Linked DNA regions of Arachis hypogaea: region 2 is linked to region 1. The links are chromatin contacts, called in public Hi-C maps. All regions are on one chromosome and are shown on one strand. Each heading gives the region's core, a stretch centred on a gene start, on an enhancer-like site or on the middle of the called end of the contact. The rest is flanking DNA. Distances are from core to core; before and after follow the strand shown. Region 1 holds the start of LOC112795943 (chitin elicitor receptor kinase 1). Region 2 has its middle 17 kb from the start of LOC140184279.

Evidence for each region. Hi-C and Micro-C count contacts between places; a contact is called where the count stands out from the background.
Region 2: a contact with region 1 is called in a Hi-C map of an unstated tissue, with 2.3 times the contacts expected there. The contact joins the enhancer-like site here to the promoter of LOC112795943 in region 1. A contact is called at or near these places in 4 of 8 Hi-C or Micro-C datasets (leaf and an unstated tissue).

What each region holds. Positions count from the first base shown.
Region 1 is chr4:5,207,301-5,214,903 of arahy.Tifrunner.gnm2.J5K5, reverse strand. It overlaps LOC112795943 (chitin elicitor receptor kinase 1), which reads left to right and starts at 3,618. Exons shown (of 12, transcript XM_025838165.3): 1 at 3,618-4,330; 2 at 6,894-6,927; 3 at 7,054-7,058; 4 at 7,160-7,315; 5 at 7,589-7,603. The coding sequence starts at 3,676. LOC112795945 (a long non-coding RNA gene) reads right to left here and starts at 3,261. Exons shown (of 3, transcript XR_003198996.2): 1 at 3,188-3,261; 2 at 2,946-3,106; 3 at 2,584-2,833. LOC112794169 (a long non-coding RNA gene) reads left to right here. Exons shown (of 2, transcript XR_003198744.3): 2 at 1-339.
Region 2 is chr4:5,282,570-5,290,172 of arahy.Tifrunner.gnm2.J5K5, reverse strand. No RefSeq gene overlaps it. Among protein-coding and RNA genes, the nearest start is that of LOC140184279, 17 kb to the right of the region's middle. Within about 2 kb of position 3,307, at least 3 of the 3 cell types and tissues checked have open chromatin away from gene starts, as enhancers often do.

The DNA of each region.
Region 1 (7,603 bases), core at 2,369-4,868:
TTATAATACTCATATTTGTGATTGTTTTTACTATGATTACGACCCAAATTGTAATGCCCCCAAAAACCCTTGATATTTCCCTACCTAAGTTACCTTCATAATAATGCCTTTAGTTAGTTCCTTTTGTTATTGTTTTTGTATTAATATGTCTGACCAAAGCGTAGCTCGTCGCAACGAAGATGAAAAAGGTTTCTATTATTTTAGTATTTTACTGGATGAGAAATATTTTGGCAAATAAATAAAAGTGCCTTAGAGTTTAAGTATTTGTATAAGGCACTTTGATTTTCTAAGTTAATATGAAAAATGTACTAGAATAATAAAATAATTCAAATTGAAATTTATCCCTGGTAGAAAAGTAAATGATGAGTTATATATCTATTAAATTATGAATGATACCGACGATTATCCTATTTAAAAATGGAAAATTAATTTGAGAAATTATTTTATTTGATTTTCGCTTCAATAATAATTGTAATAATGCACGGTAGGCAAATGACTAATGGATCGTGGATTTAAACTTTATTTAAGGGTTTGCCGTTGACTAATAAATTGCTGCATGTACAATACAAGATTCGAACTCCTAACACTTGTTTAAGCAGATAAGTGAGCTAACTATTTAACCAACTCAAATAGATTAAATTATGTGAGTTATAGGTATATGATAATATATCATTTTGTTGGAGCTGGTGAAATACTGAAATGCATGTATTTCGTTGGGGCAAAATGTATACAAGTCCATGAAATTTTAAACAGAAAAGAACGTTTAGAAGAGCATTCTAACAATATAAAATGTAGCATCGTAGGTGAAAGATGATCCGTTTCGCCCCAGCTAACAAATTGTCACCTTGCATATATTTGTATCATACTATTGTTAACCACCCTTTTGCAATACACGGTTAGTTGAGTCATTTAAAAAATAGTTAGCGGCATCTCTATTCTATATAATTAAGGCTGGAAGTAAGTTAAATTACACCAAACTCAAGTTCGGTTCACTAAAATTTAATTTAACTCACAGCTTGACTTGTTAACAATGAGTCTATTATTTCACAAGTTCAAACTCGGCTCATCAACAAAAGTTTATGAGCCGACTTTTCTTTCGAATAATGCTCTTCCTTTTCATATGCATTCGTAAGATCATCTTCCAAATTCAGAATATTCCTCTTATCCGCTGTTTCTCCTTTCTCCTTCTCTTGTTCCAGCTTGTTTTCAATTTCCTCAATAATTATCTTTGAATTATTGTTGTTGTTGCTCCATGTAAATTTACTCCCAATATACTACTAAATAACATTGCTTATCATCCATTCATATTCATCCTTGTCATGTGTTCAAAATAGATTGCGTGCCATGCCAAAGATCATTTGATTTGATTTGCTACAATCATTATTATGCCTTCTGTTAATTACTACATCATTCACCTTTGGACCCCAAGAAGTGCATGGAAGAAACAATGCATTCCCTCTTAAAAATGTTAAATGTATAATCTTTGAGATCGTGGCGGCACACACGTGACCCTCGTGGATTAACTCGCCTAACCTAAGAAAATGGTTTTTTTTGTTTTTTGAGTTAACCTAACCAAAATGGTATCATCGGAATGAATTTGTTCAAGGTTTAACAATGCATTCCCTCTTTATTTTTTGGGGGGATAACATAAGGGGCCTAAGACCCAAAGAAGAATGATATTTTTTGGACTGGGAAAGACATTGTTTAACAAGTGATGTCTCACGTCCAAAGAAAACAAGTGATGTCTACTGCACTTCTTTTTGTATAAACGCGTTTTTGGGGGGATCCTGGGTCTGGACACTTGAATTTACGTCAATTTATTTAATTTGAAACGAAAAACCTCAATCGATACTGAGCGTAGAAGCCCAATAGACATTGCAGTAAGACCAAAGTCAAAAATAAAAATAAAAATAGCTAGTTTGCAACTATGCATACAGATAAAAGAATTCTTTGTTTTGTTTGTTTGTGACTTTGTGTTGGGTTTTTGTTTTGTTTGTATTTTTGGTATCTTTGGGCCTATGACGCTCATTCGTATATCAGCAATGGGGGAATTCATGCCTCAAGTGATCTCCATCACTATGTTGAGGTAATGCCTTCTGCTGATCTGCTTAATCTCCATTCAAGACTAAATTTTCACACTGTTCTCTAAAATTTACGATTTTTATTATTTTAATTTATTAGATTCAAAATTTATTATATTGGTCTTTGAGATCTAATTTTAGGCACTATATTGATTCTTGGATTCTTTTTAGCGTTAAGTCAATGAACGAAATACTGAGCTATCAAATAGTATCTTTTGATTTTAGCTCTTAAATAAGATAAAAACGAAGTTATTTTTGAAGAATAAAGCGAGATATAATAATTTGTATATCATATAAACTCTTCTTCCTCTTTTTGTTTTTACCTTGTTTAAGTGGCAAAACAAAATGATGCTCTTTAGCCATGTGTCTAGCATGACAAGTCGGAGCCAATTCATTATTTAATTTGCTGATTCAATACTAAAAAGGGTCCAAGGACCAATATAGTGGCCACAACTAAATCTCGAGAATCAGTATAGATAATTTTAAATTTGATGGACTAAAATAATAAAAATTGTTAATTTAAAGGACTACTTTAAAGATTTAGTCCTCCATTCAAGTTTGATGTGAGATACACATTTTTCACACAACTATCTTGTGCTTTTCTGGTAAAGAAAGCAGAAACAAATGCATTTACTGCAATTATATATCTTAACCCTTTTGCTCTTATATGCAGCAACAGAGTGACAAGAAACAATGAAGCTTGCACATCGTTGTTGGGACTATTCACTTCTCAGTTTCAACAGGAGTGGTTTCTGCAATAAAGGCAGGAACAATCAGTTGCATTTATATATATGGTAATTTGAATAAATTTTAGCATTATCATCAACATTCTGAATACAATGAAAACGTTATTGAATTACAAACCTTAAAAGCTAGGCGCTTCAAGTTGTTCCATTCAAAATCATTTTTGCAGTACCTATAATAATTCAAGTAGCTCGGTAGACGTGGTTAACTAAGTTCTTATGTCTTGATGATTCTCTCATCATACTGGCACAGAGAATTTGTCCCCATCTTTCAACGAGTGTCTGCTCAAGGAAATCATCAACATTATTACAAAATTGAACACATGAGAGCATGTAATAAAATCTGTTGAGTATGATATATACCATTACAAAATTTACACACAGATAAAACTTGAGAAATTTTTATCCACTTGAAGTATACTGTATAAGGTTCTAACTGATTTAAGTGTGAAATTCGCTACCATCTCCATTTTCTTTATAATACCTAGTTTGATAGCGTTTTAGAAAGCGACATTTTTCTCCTTTTATTTATTCACATTGTACTAACCTTTTGTAACTATTAAACATTTGAAAATCGCCCATTTGGAGTTACGCTTGCTTCCCTTTCCAGATGAAGCTTAAGTAGTCATATTCTCCACGCAAACATCCAATTTTAAATTAAACATGACAATGCTTCAAAACAATTTAAATAAACACAAATACTAAAATATTAGCAATTTTTTGCTAATATTAACAATATATTAAATTTTATATATTCTAGTAATTTTTACATAACACATATAAATTAGTTATATTTATATTCGTCCAAGGTCCAACTTCTCAACGATTTTTCCATTCCCATAAGCACAAAAATGAGCAGAAAGCCAAACGCAAGAAAACAGCAGCATGTTCCATTGATTGATCTCCATATTCTCTGTTATCTTCTCTTGTTCCCTGCCACAACCACAAAATCCGAAGCTAAATGCAGTTCTGGGTGCAACCTTGCACTAGCTTCCTACTACCTATGGCCAGGAACAAACCTCACTTACATCACCACCATCTTCGGAAAACCACAGTCAGAGATTCTGAAATACAACCCTGAAATAAAAAACCCAGATTCCATTGATAAGCAAGAAAGGATCAACGTTCCCTTCTCATGTGACTGCTTGAACGGTGATTTCTTAGGTCACACTTTTTCATACGAAACACATCGCGGTGACACGTACAATAACATTGCTCATGTTGCTTTCTCAAACCTCACAACTGAGGAGTGGCTGAGTAGGGTTAATAGCTATCCAGCTTTAAACATTCCTGATGGTGTTCAGATCAATGTCACTGTAAATTGTTCCTGCGGAGATATACATGTGTCTAAAGATTATGGATTGTTTGCCACGTATCCCCTTAGGATCGGCCAGGATTTGAAGACGGTGGCGGCCGAATCCGCCGTGCCGGCCGAGTTGCTGCAGAGGTACAATCAGGGCTCTGATTTTGGTGCCGGGAATGGGATTGTTTTTGTGCCGGCCAAAGGTACGTGTAACTGTATTTTATGCATTTTTCTTATGCAACTGGTCATATATAAAATAGAGAAAAATAAATTAAGTAGTAAAACATAAAATCATAGTAATATTTAAATTATAATAAAATCATCAGATCTAATATACATTTTATAAAATCGATTAACTCACTTAAAATAATAATATAAAAAATTTTAAAAATTGAATTAAATTTTTAACTTTTATAATTTTAAATTTAAAAACATTTGAACTTTTAGTGATAACACATAAAAATAACAAATTAAGATGAAAAGACATGTTATCATGTTATGTTAACTAATATAGTTAAATATGTTAAATTATTTAACTGCTTTTAATAATTATTTTATATAAAAATATCTTCAGACAAATAGTTGCACTTTAATAAATAAATAAATAAATAAATAGAAAATTGGTTCCAATTTTGGCCTTTCAACTGTATGTGAAGTTGTATTTTTTGTGCGCTTAATTATTATTAGGTATAGCTCTAGTTTGGCTTTGGCCAGATTCACAAAAAAGTTTTGGGAGCGAATAAAATATTTATAAAATATGTATAATGAGCTATTGAATTAAAAGATGAACATCATCTATATTTTATATTATCTAAAATAATAATTCGAATATTAGGATAATAAACATTTGATGTTATAAAATCACTTATCCTAAAAATTTAAATTAATTTTACACTAAAAATCAAATTCTTACCTTTTGGATATATCATGATACCATACTTCCTCTTCACAAAATTCTCTTTTAATTTCAAGGCAGATCATGTATGGTGTGGAAATTATTTTTTGGTTTATATATTTGAGAAACCGTTTGCTTGAAATTGAATGGTGTTTTAAGTTTGTACATGAGTTTCAAACATCTTTAGTGAAGGTTGAGACTTCCTCGCCGAGACGGTGGTTTCTCGCCTTTGGTGAGGGTTACGACTTCCTCTTCTTTCGTGAGGTCCAAACAGAATGTCTACGTGCATTTTTTTTTTAATTAAAAACGTATATTTAATTATTTCAACGAATAAGAGGCATATATTCTCCTTTTGATTCAGTATATTCGGCCGTTTTGGAAAACAATAATTTCGACCATAATTGTTAAAATTGGACGAGATGGATCAGTTCAACTGAAAAAATTCGACTGAAAATGGGTGAATCCAATTTTAAATTAGTCCGGTCTAACATTCTAACTATTTAAGGAAGAAAAGAGATTAAAATCAGTCAACATTAACAAAAAAGCCTCCTCCATAATTCTTTTTGTGCCACGGGATCAAATTGGTTTTCATTATATTTGTTTTTTCTAAGTACATAACATATTTAAATTAAATTATATTTTTAAATTTTATATTTATTAATTATAATTAAACAATTCAATTAATGACTCACTAATTAAATTAGTAAATTAATAGTTTAATCGATTCGATTACGGATTTGTTGTTGACAATTATGATCTCCACAACTATCAACTTACAGAAATAAAAAATACATTTTAATTTTATTTTATTAACGGCAATCATTAGTCTAGCAATGAAACGAAATAATGGAATGAAAAAAATCTTGCTGGTGTATTATTTTTATGATCCCTTCTGATAATAGGTTTGGAGACCGAGAGTTGTTAAAATAATAATAATAATAATAATAATAATAATAATAATAATAATAATAATAATAATAATAATAATAATAATAATAATAATAATAGAGATCACGCTTCGTTCATATTTGTCCGCTTCTTATTTAGCCTGACGATAATTTCTTATGAAACAAAACAAATTGACATAGATCAGAATTGCAATAAAATTTGTCACTTCGTCAAGAAGATTTATTGTTTGATATTATATGTAATTTTATTATACTATTGTTGATATTCATCAGTTCAAAATGGTATAATCTCTTCATACTTATTTACAAATTGCATATTTGAGTCTTTCTATTATTTTTGGTCAAAATAAAAAAAAATCTATCAGCTCTCTTGAAAACCAAAATTTTTCACCTTTGTTGCTAAAGTTATTTATTTGGCTGTTAACTAATAATGTTTAAAAATATAGGTTAAAAATATTATTAAACTGCTTGACAAAATAAATTGTATTGATAATTAAAAATATTAATAAAAATAATAAATTCTGTTATTAATCTTAAATTCCAATACTCCAGTCTAATAAATATCATATTTATTTAGTATAGAAGAAACATGATGTCACTAACAATAATATTACCTGGACAGGCGGCTAAGCAGGTATATTTTAGTTTAATAAAGTTAGAAGATAATTTCAGTTGGCAGTATTTCCTTTTAGAACACCTAATGAGTGAGAATTAATATCAATTAAAACATGTGTAGTTTAATCATTATATAATTTCAGTTTATGTTAATAAAATTATAAATCATTCAAATAATAAACGCATATACTTGGTGTATTCATTTTTTCTTATATATAGATATGACATGCAAATCTTTTAATTGAGATCAACTTTGTCTTAAAAGAATTGTCAAGTATTCTGTGATTGATTTTCTACAGAAAAAAATTGTATGCATTAATTGCTGATCTTTTGTGCTTTTAAATGCAGATGAAAATGGAAAGTTTCCGCCACTGCCATTGGGGTAGGCTTATAGTTTGGCCAATTTAGGTTTTAACATTATTCCATTCTTTGCAATGAGTCAATTCTGTTCTAAGTTTTTCTAATAACTGCAACATTTATACCTTTTTTTTCTCTCTCTCTTTTGCAGATCAGGTGATGCTAACACTCTTTAAGTGTGGTCATAAGTAATCATGGTGAGTGATTTTGCTATGAGGTGGTAACATTGTTGTTGTTGTACCAATTTGTTTAAACAGGAATCTCTGGTGGAGCCATTGCTAGCATTATTGGAGGTGCTGTTGCTGGATTATTACTATTGGCACTTGTTCTCTATTTTGCTCTATTTAGAAGAAAGAAAGTGGTGGCTGAGGTGTCCCTTCTCCCTCATGATCAATTCACTCAACTCCAACATGGTACCCTTTCTTAGCTTGTTTTCTTTCAATGCTATAATGTTTCTCAAGCATTCATGCTTTATTTTACTTAATGATTCTGATGATACTATGGTTAATGACTAATGAGTTAGTTAATCAAGTAACATTATGATTGAATAGTATACTTATCAGAATGTATGACAGATAAGTGTGTTTTAGCCTCAACTTTTTGCCCTTGTTTGTAATAATGTAATGTAAGGTTTCTGCTTTTGGAGATGAAATTGAAATGTGAATATAAAAATAAATCTTATTTAGGTTGTGGAAGCAGGT
Region 2 (7,603 bases), core at 2,058-4,557, 76 kb before region 1:
GTGTATTAGAGGATAACCAATTTAAAACAGTAAAAAGATATTTTATATTATTAAAAAATTAAAAATTCAATTTGTAAATATATTATTTTAGTTGATATTTTGAAAAATAAAATATTTAGTTTATTTGATAACAATTCAACCATTTATTATTAAATAAGAACTTATGAAGTAAGTTTTTTTTTCTTGAATTTATGAACTAAGTTAGTAATTTATGTCGGAGTATTAGTTAATGTATTAGTATTAAAATTTTTATTTTTAAAATATTGGATCATTCTTACATAATGTAAGTCCAATCACCCCAATAAATCTACTTATTTACCAAAAAATTTCAACTGTAACAAAAAAAATCCAATTGTAATAAAAATTAACAAGTTATAACCACTTCGATTTATACAAATTTTTTGTTTAATTACCCGACACTATCCTGTCAATTACTGTATGGGTAATGCTATTGTGCTGAAGGAAAAAATTTTCCTCATGTGCTGAAGAGGTGTGGCACTAGAACAAAGGTGACGCTAGTCTTTTATATTGATAGATAACTTTTATGTCAAAGCAGTATATGTTAAGATCATGAATGTTAATTATATTAGATTAATTTATTTTTAAGAATGATAATTTATTTGTTGGGCTTTATTGGTTTTGTAAAACGTTCAACTTTAAATTTTGTGTAAATATTATCTATCAGGTAGAAATTAGTCCATGAAATAATAAACTAAAATAATTAATAATAACAAAAATAATATTTTTTTAAAATAATAATAATAATAATAATAATAATAATAATAATAATAATAATAATAATAATAATAATGCCTAATAACAGGAAAGAGTTAGGATATCACCCCCCAAATCTTTCTTTTTTTTGCCAAAATTTATATATATATTTTCATAATTAATTTGTATAATAATAAAAAATAAAGATATTTTTAGTTTTAAAAAAATATTCAAAATTAATTATTAGTATTATTTTTATTATATTTTTTTATTTTTGATTTTATATTTTTCATAAAATTAGTAAATGAAAGTCTATTGGATAATTAAAATTTGTGCTGAAAAATTTTGGTTTTATTAAATTAGATGAAACGTATTTAAAAAAATTATATTTAACAAAACCAAAATGTTGCAGAAAAAATTTTAATTGTTCAATAGATTTTCATCTAATTTTATAAAAAGATATAAACTCAAAAATAAAAAAAAAACAGAGTAAAAATAACATTATTCATTAGTTTTGAATAATTTTTTTTTTAAGAAGAGACAAATTTAAAAGAGAGCAAGCATAATTCTTTTGAACAAAGTTAACAATTTTAAATATTTAAAGTTATTATATATTATATAATTTTATTTGAAAAATAGAATAAGTAATTATCTTAAATAAATAATTAAATTATTAAACTCAAAAGCAAGTAATAATCTTTAAATTGAGATAAATATTATTTTCAATCATTTTTCGATTAAATAAATTTCTAAAATTTTTTAAATTTAAACTTTTTTCTCTCTTTTTAAATATTTTTTCTCTTAATTTTCACACTTATTATCATATAAAAATATTTTAATATTTATAATAACTAAAATTTTTTTACATATTATAGTACATGCATGAAAGTAAATTATTTTAAATTTTATTTATTTTTCTCATGATATTAAAATTATAACATATTAAGTAACTTCATTAAAATAATTATATTTTATTTAAAAATATATTTTAAATGCATATAACAAAATTATTAGAATAATTTATTTATATTATTTTATAACATATTTATTTATGATATGAAACATAAAAATATAACTTATTGTTACAATAATATTCAACAAAATAAACTAATAAAAAATAGATAATTTTTTATATTTTATTGAACCCAAAATAAAAAAATTATAAGAATTAAGATAATTTTTTATATAACAAACACTTATTAATATCTTTTAATTAGAAAATATTAATTATGATTATATATATTACTAAATATATAATATTATATTTAATTATATAATATTTTAATTTTTAACTTATTTTTTATTAAATTTTTAGATTTGTTTCTGCTTTGAAAGTAAAAATATATTTATTATTATATAAGTTAAATATGAGAATATATATAACAAAAATATAGTTTTAAATAAAAATTAAATTATTATTATTATTATTAATTTGAAAGGATATTATTGGTGTTATTATTATTGTTTTAATTTATTATTTTATGGAGTAATTCCTATGATCTTACCTGTTGGATAATATTCACAAAAAAACCTAAAGTTGCCAAAATTTTTCAAAATTAATAAATCCTAATAAATAAATTATCATCATTAAAAGTAAATTAAACTAATATACTAAATATTCATGATGTTAATATATTATACCCATTTTACTTTAACACAAAATTTGTTTAAAGTATGAAAATAACACTGATACGTGTCACCACTTTTCTAATGCCATGTCTCTTCAGCACATAAAGAAAAATTTTTCCTTCAGCACGGTAGAATTTTTCCTACTGTATTCTGCTATTTTTATTTATTTTTTTATTTTTTCCGCCACACCAACAGCAATACGTATTTATTAGATAGCGTGACCACCTCATTTCAACACCTACTGAAAAATATTAGTTTTAGCAACATAGTGTGGCTATATATTTTTTGTAACTAAAAAAAAAAAAAATCCTACATGCAACCACAAAATACTAGAGAAACATGTGCTTAGCTATATCACCTATGAATTTATTATTTTGGATATAATGTGAGTAATGTCAATGAAATATATATTAAAAAAAGAGTGAGGAAGAAAAGAAAGAATTCGGTGTTGTTCTTGTATTATATTATTGATTAACTGAACTAAGGAACAATATTAATTTTAAAACTAAGAAATAAAATCACATGTGCTCCTATGCAATTAAATTTGAATCATTTTACTTGCGCATAATAAAAATAGAAAACGTGTGAACAAATATTTGGGCTTATCCTTAGACAAAGGGCCTGAATATTAAAATAATAATTATTATTAATCAACTCTAACTTACTAATATGCTTAAATAAGTGTTAAGAGATTGGATTCATGTCTTGTATATGTAGTAATTCATTGACCAACTACAAATTCATAATGGAACTGCGATTCTTATCGAATTAGTTATTATCTTGCCAAATTAAAGAATACCTAAGAAATAAAAAGATTATTATTTGAAGTAATTCTATATAAGTCAGATTTTTTTTTTTAAAAAGTACGGATATGAATTTTTTGTTTATTGAAACGGATCCTAAACCCAAAGAAAGAGACTAGATACAAAGGAACAGGGTGCATCCGAATTCCTGGGTCTGAAATCTGACTAGTTCTGAATGTCTATATTGTTTTATTTAAAAAAAAACCTATTTTTGGATGGTATGTATGTTAATATTTTGGACATTTCTGGGCCGAAGCCTAATTAGGATGATTATACTCTCTTCTTGAGGAAAATTATAAATAGAATGGATTAGGTTTGGGCCAGTTTCTCTATCCTCATTCAACAGACTATCTGGGCTTAAAGCTTGGTTTGTGGTTGACGAAAAAGCCTGGTTTGGGATTTTTTTTATTAAATTTTTAAATAATAATTATTATGAAAAAATACGTCTAATGTATTAATAAGTGTTCCTATCAAATAGTAAAACATGACTTACTCAATAATAATGTTAATGGTTTGCTATTTTATGACCATATTTCTTTTATTATTTTATTATAATGATCATAGAATATTATAGCATATATAAGTGATCATTTAGATTACTAATTCGTAGACAACGTAAATTATCTATAATTTATATTATGTTATATCAAACAAGATAATGTAGTAGATTTAATTTTTTTTTGTTTCCTACGGTATCTCCCAACTCGACAGGTCAAGGATTAATTCGTTGCGGATCTGAGCTCCATTTAAGGGTCTGTCGCTGGCCAATGCCCAATGAATTGCTGCATGCACAAGACAGGATTCGACACTTGTTTAAGCGGACGAGTGAGATGACCACTAGACCAACCCAAGTTGGTTAGTAGACTTAATTAACTTAAGTAAAATAGACTAATACGACAATATAAATAGATTGCACCTTAGCTTGTAAACACTATATCTATTCAAAGGATTTTTTTTTAATATTGGGCCAAAGGTGGTGTTACCCACCAAAATGATCCAACTGAAAAATTTAACGGCGCTATGAAAAAAAGTCAGATGTCGTAAAGAAGACGTTAACGCCGTTTTGTGGAAAACGTCACTGACGTGTTGATGAAAACGTCACTGATATTTTGTTGTGCATAATCAATACGTGGCAGATTCCTCTCTCTTCTCACACGTCGATGAAAACGCCAATTCTCTTTTTTCTTTATTCTTTCTTCTTCATTTTATAGTCTTCGTTATTCATTCTGTTTGAAGAAGTTGAAAGTTGCCATTTTCTTACCCCACATTCTCACAACAAAAAAGGGGCAGCCCCACATTTTCGTAACAAGAAAAATGGCAGCCAGTGAAAGATTAAAAAAAGTTAGTATTTTAAACGTTTTATTAGTAGTTAGTTAGGGTTAATTCTATTGTTTTGAACTAAAAGTTAAAAAAAAAGAAAACAGTATATAATATTTTTAAAATAATTTTTTGTTACGTAGATAAATAAATTAATTATTAGTTGATTATGAGTAATTAAAAAATATATTTTTTTTTGTTATAGTTATAGTAATAGTATTAATTGTTAGCGTTGATAAATTATGTTAGTGTATATTATTCGTTAAATGTTAGTATATATATTTTTTTAATTATAATTTTATTTAATTAATTTTTTTAAAAAACAGGATTTTTATTAATTTTAGTTTGAATTTATATAATTTATATAAAAACCAGGTCGCTTTAGAATTTTAGTTTTGTTTTAATTTTTACTTTTTTTGAGAAATAGACGTTTTCAGTAATTTTAGTTATATTTTAAATAATTTATTAAAAAATTTTAATAATTTTAGTTTTATTTAAAATAATTGATTTCAAAATAGAATTATTTATTTAATTCGGATATAATTTTTTAGTGATTTAGGTTTTTAGGTTAAAATTTAACTAAAATATATAGCTTTGATTATTATTTAATGAGTATGGGTTATTTTTAAAAAAAATTTATATAAAATATTAGATGTTTCCATTTTTATTAGTTTAAATTTTTAGTTTATATATGTAGTGCGTGAAGTTTTTAATAATAAAAATGTTTTTTTTTGTTTAAGGATAAGAAAAAACAAAGAAAACACACTAAACACTAGGGACGTAGTCCCATTGCAACAACATTGTTAAATCTTTTCAAGACTTATTCCATTTCAATTGCTATATGCAATTAGATGCTACATATTTAGCCAAAGCATCAATAATTTGGTTGGCATCTCTTTAAATTAGATTGACTTCTGCTCTCCAATTCCAGCTTAAGACCTCTTTGATTTTAGTCATCAAATCATTATTAGAACTTTGCACTTGGTTGTTTCTATCGTTAACAAGGATAAAAGCATCCAAACAATCCGTTTCGCAAGTGACCTCTCTAAACCCAACTTCCCATGCTAGAATTAGCCCTCATCAAATTGCAAAAAGCTCGCTTCGAAGAATAGTAGCATGTGGTAAAGAACCAGCACAACCACACAACCAAGAGCCATTATAATCAAGCAGTACACACCCAAAACTAACAAATTCACCAAATATACTAGCATCACAGTTTACTTTAACCGAAAATTGGGTAGGAGGAGACCAAGAAAGCAGCAAATAAGAAGGAGTAGACACATGATGTATAAATAAGAACTTATGAAGTTCAAATTGAGAAGCATGAATGAGATCTATAACCTTACCCATTCTCCATGGATTAGCTGGATTAAAAACATCATTGTTACGATCCCTCCAAATTTACCAAATAGTCGTCGAGAAGAGGAAGGCATTGGAATTCATGCCACTGCGCAACCAGCAATCTAACTGTTGACCGTGAACTTCCAAATTCAAACTATGCCAGATAGCTTTGGCCTTGGGGCACTCACAAAGACAGTGAGAAATCATTTCAGGTTCAGCATTACATCGAGGGCACAAATCAAAGCTGCCCAAACCTCTATGAAATCGAAAAGCAGTTGTTGGAATTGCATTATGAATACATAGCCAAATGAAAATTTTGTACTTTTCGGGAACTCGGGTCCGCCATAACCAAAGCCAATTGGTCTGCTCCTCCCAACCGAAAACACGCTTACAAAGTCACAAGTAGCCATTTCTAGAAGAATAAATATTGGAAGGAGTTGTTGACCACCTCCAACCAGCCCCTTCACCCATTTGACAATCTGGATTATACAAAACAATACTCTGTTTAACAAGGTCAGGTAAGGGAGTGTGGCACTTCTCAAGCTTCCACTGTCCATCCTCCCAAAAATTACTGATATTACTCTCAAAATAAAAAATATGAACATACGGCACTTATTTGGCCAAGGGACCTTCCATCCTCCATTTTCCAAACCAAAAGGATTGGTTAAGAGGACCAATATTCCATGTGAAACCATCTCTTAAAAGATTAAATGCCTTGCAAACACTCCTCCATATATGAGATGCATTTTTCGGAGGCATAAATAGACTAGTATTAAACTTTTTGAGGTATTTATGAAAAATCAGTTGGACACAAAGCTTCTCCGGACAGTTAAAGAGTTGCCAAATTAGCTTTCCTATCAAAGCAACATTAGCGCAAGCTGGATCTCTAATGCCAAGCCCACTAAATTTCTTTGAGGTGACAACTGTATTTCAATTAGTCAGACTTAAACCCCTTCCATCAACCTTTTCTTTCCACAGAAAAAGCTACATCATAGAAGTAATCTTATCAGATACAGAGGAAGGGAACAAAGATACCTGCATTCGATAAGTTGGAATGGAAGCTGCTACTAAATTAATGAGACAAAGCCTGCCGGCTCTATTGAGAAGTCTGCCCTTCCAGTTAGCAAGCCTACATTTGATCTTATCCACAGTACCATTAAAAGAGGCTCTAGTAACTCTAGCATGGTGAAGATTAACTCCAAGATATTTATCCAAGTCTTGGGTAAAGCGGATAGAAGAGACACCAGTGAAAAGCTCCTTCCTTCTATTATTGACATTCTTAGAGCACAGGGCCTTTGATTTGGCCAAATTAATCTTCATCCCCGATACTCTACAGAAGCTTTGGAGGGCATGCATAACACATTCTACCTGAGATTTTCGCGCTTTACAAAAAAGAAGAAGATCGTCTGCAAACATGAGATGAGAAATTCTAGGACCACTCCTAATCAGTGCCACTGGATCCCAAAGGCCCGAATCAACCTGATTAGCAATGTACCCAGCTAGGCGCTCCATATATAAAACAAAAATTACTCTCTTCAGGCCTTGCTGACCTAAACTCTGACAGAATACACTCTTAAGTCCTTTATATGTTATTGAAAGAGGAACAACAATAACACATGGATTCTCACACAAAAAACTCACACATTCATGTGTATCATACAAAATCTGACCATTGAAATATATTTTTAAACTAACAGAACTCTCCATTTTATATACTTGTTATATTTACCCATAACTTATTTCACTCAACAAATGCAGAACAACTTCAACTGCTAAAGAATGAAGAACAACTTCAGCAG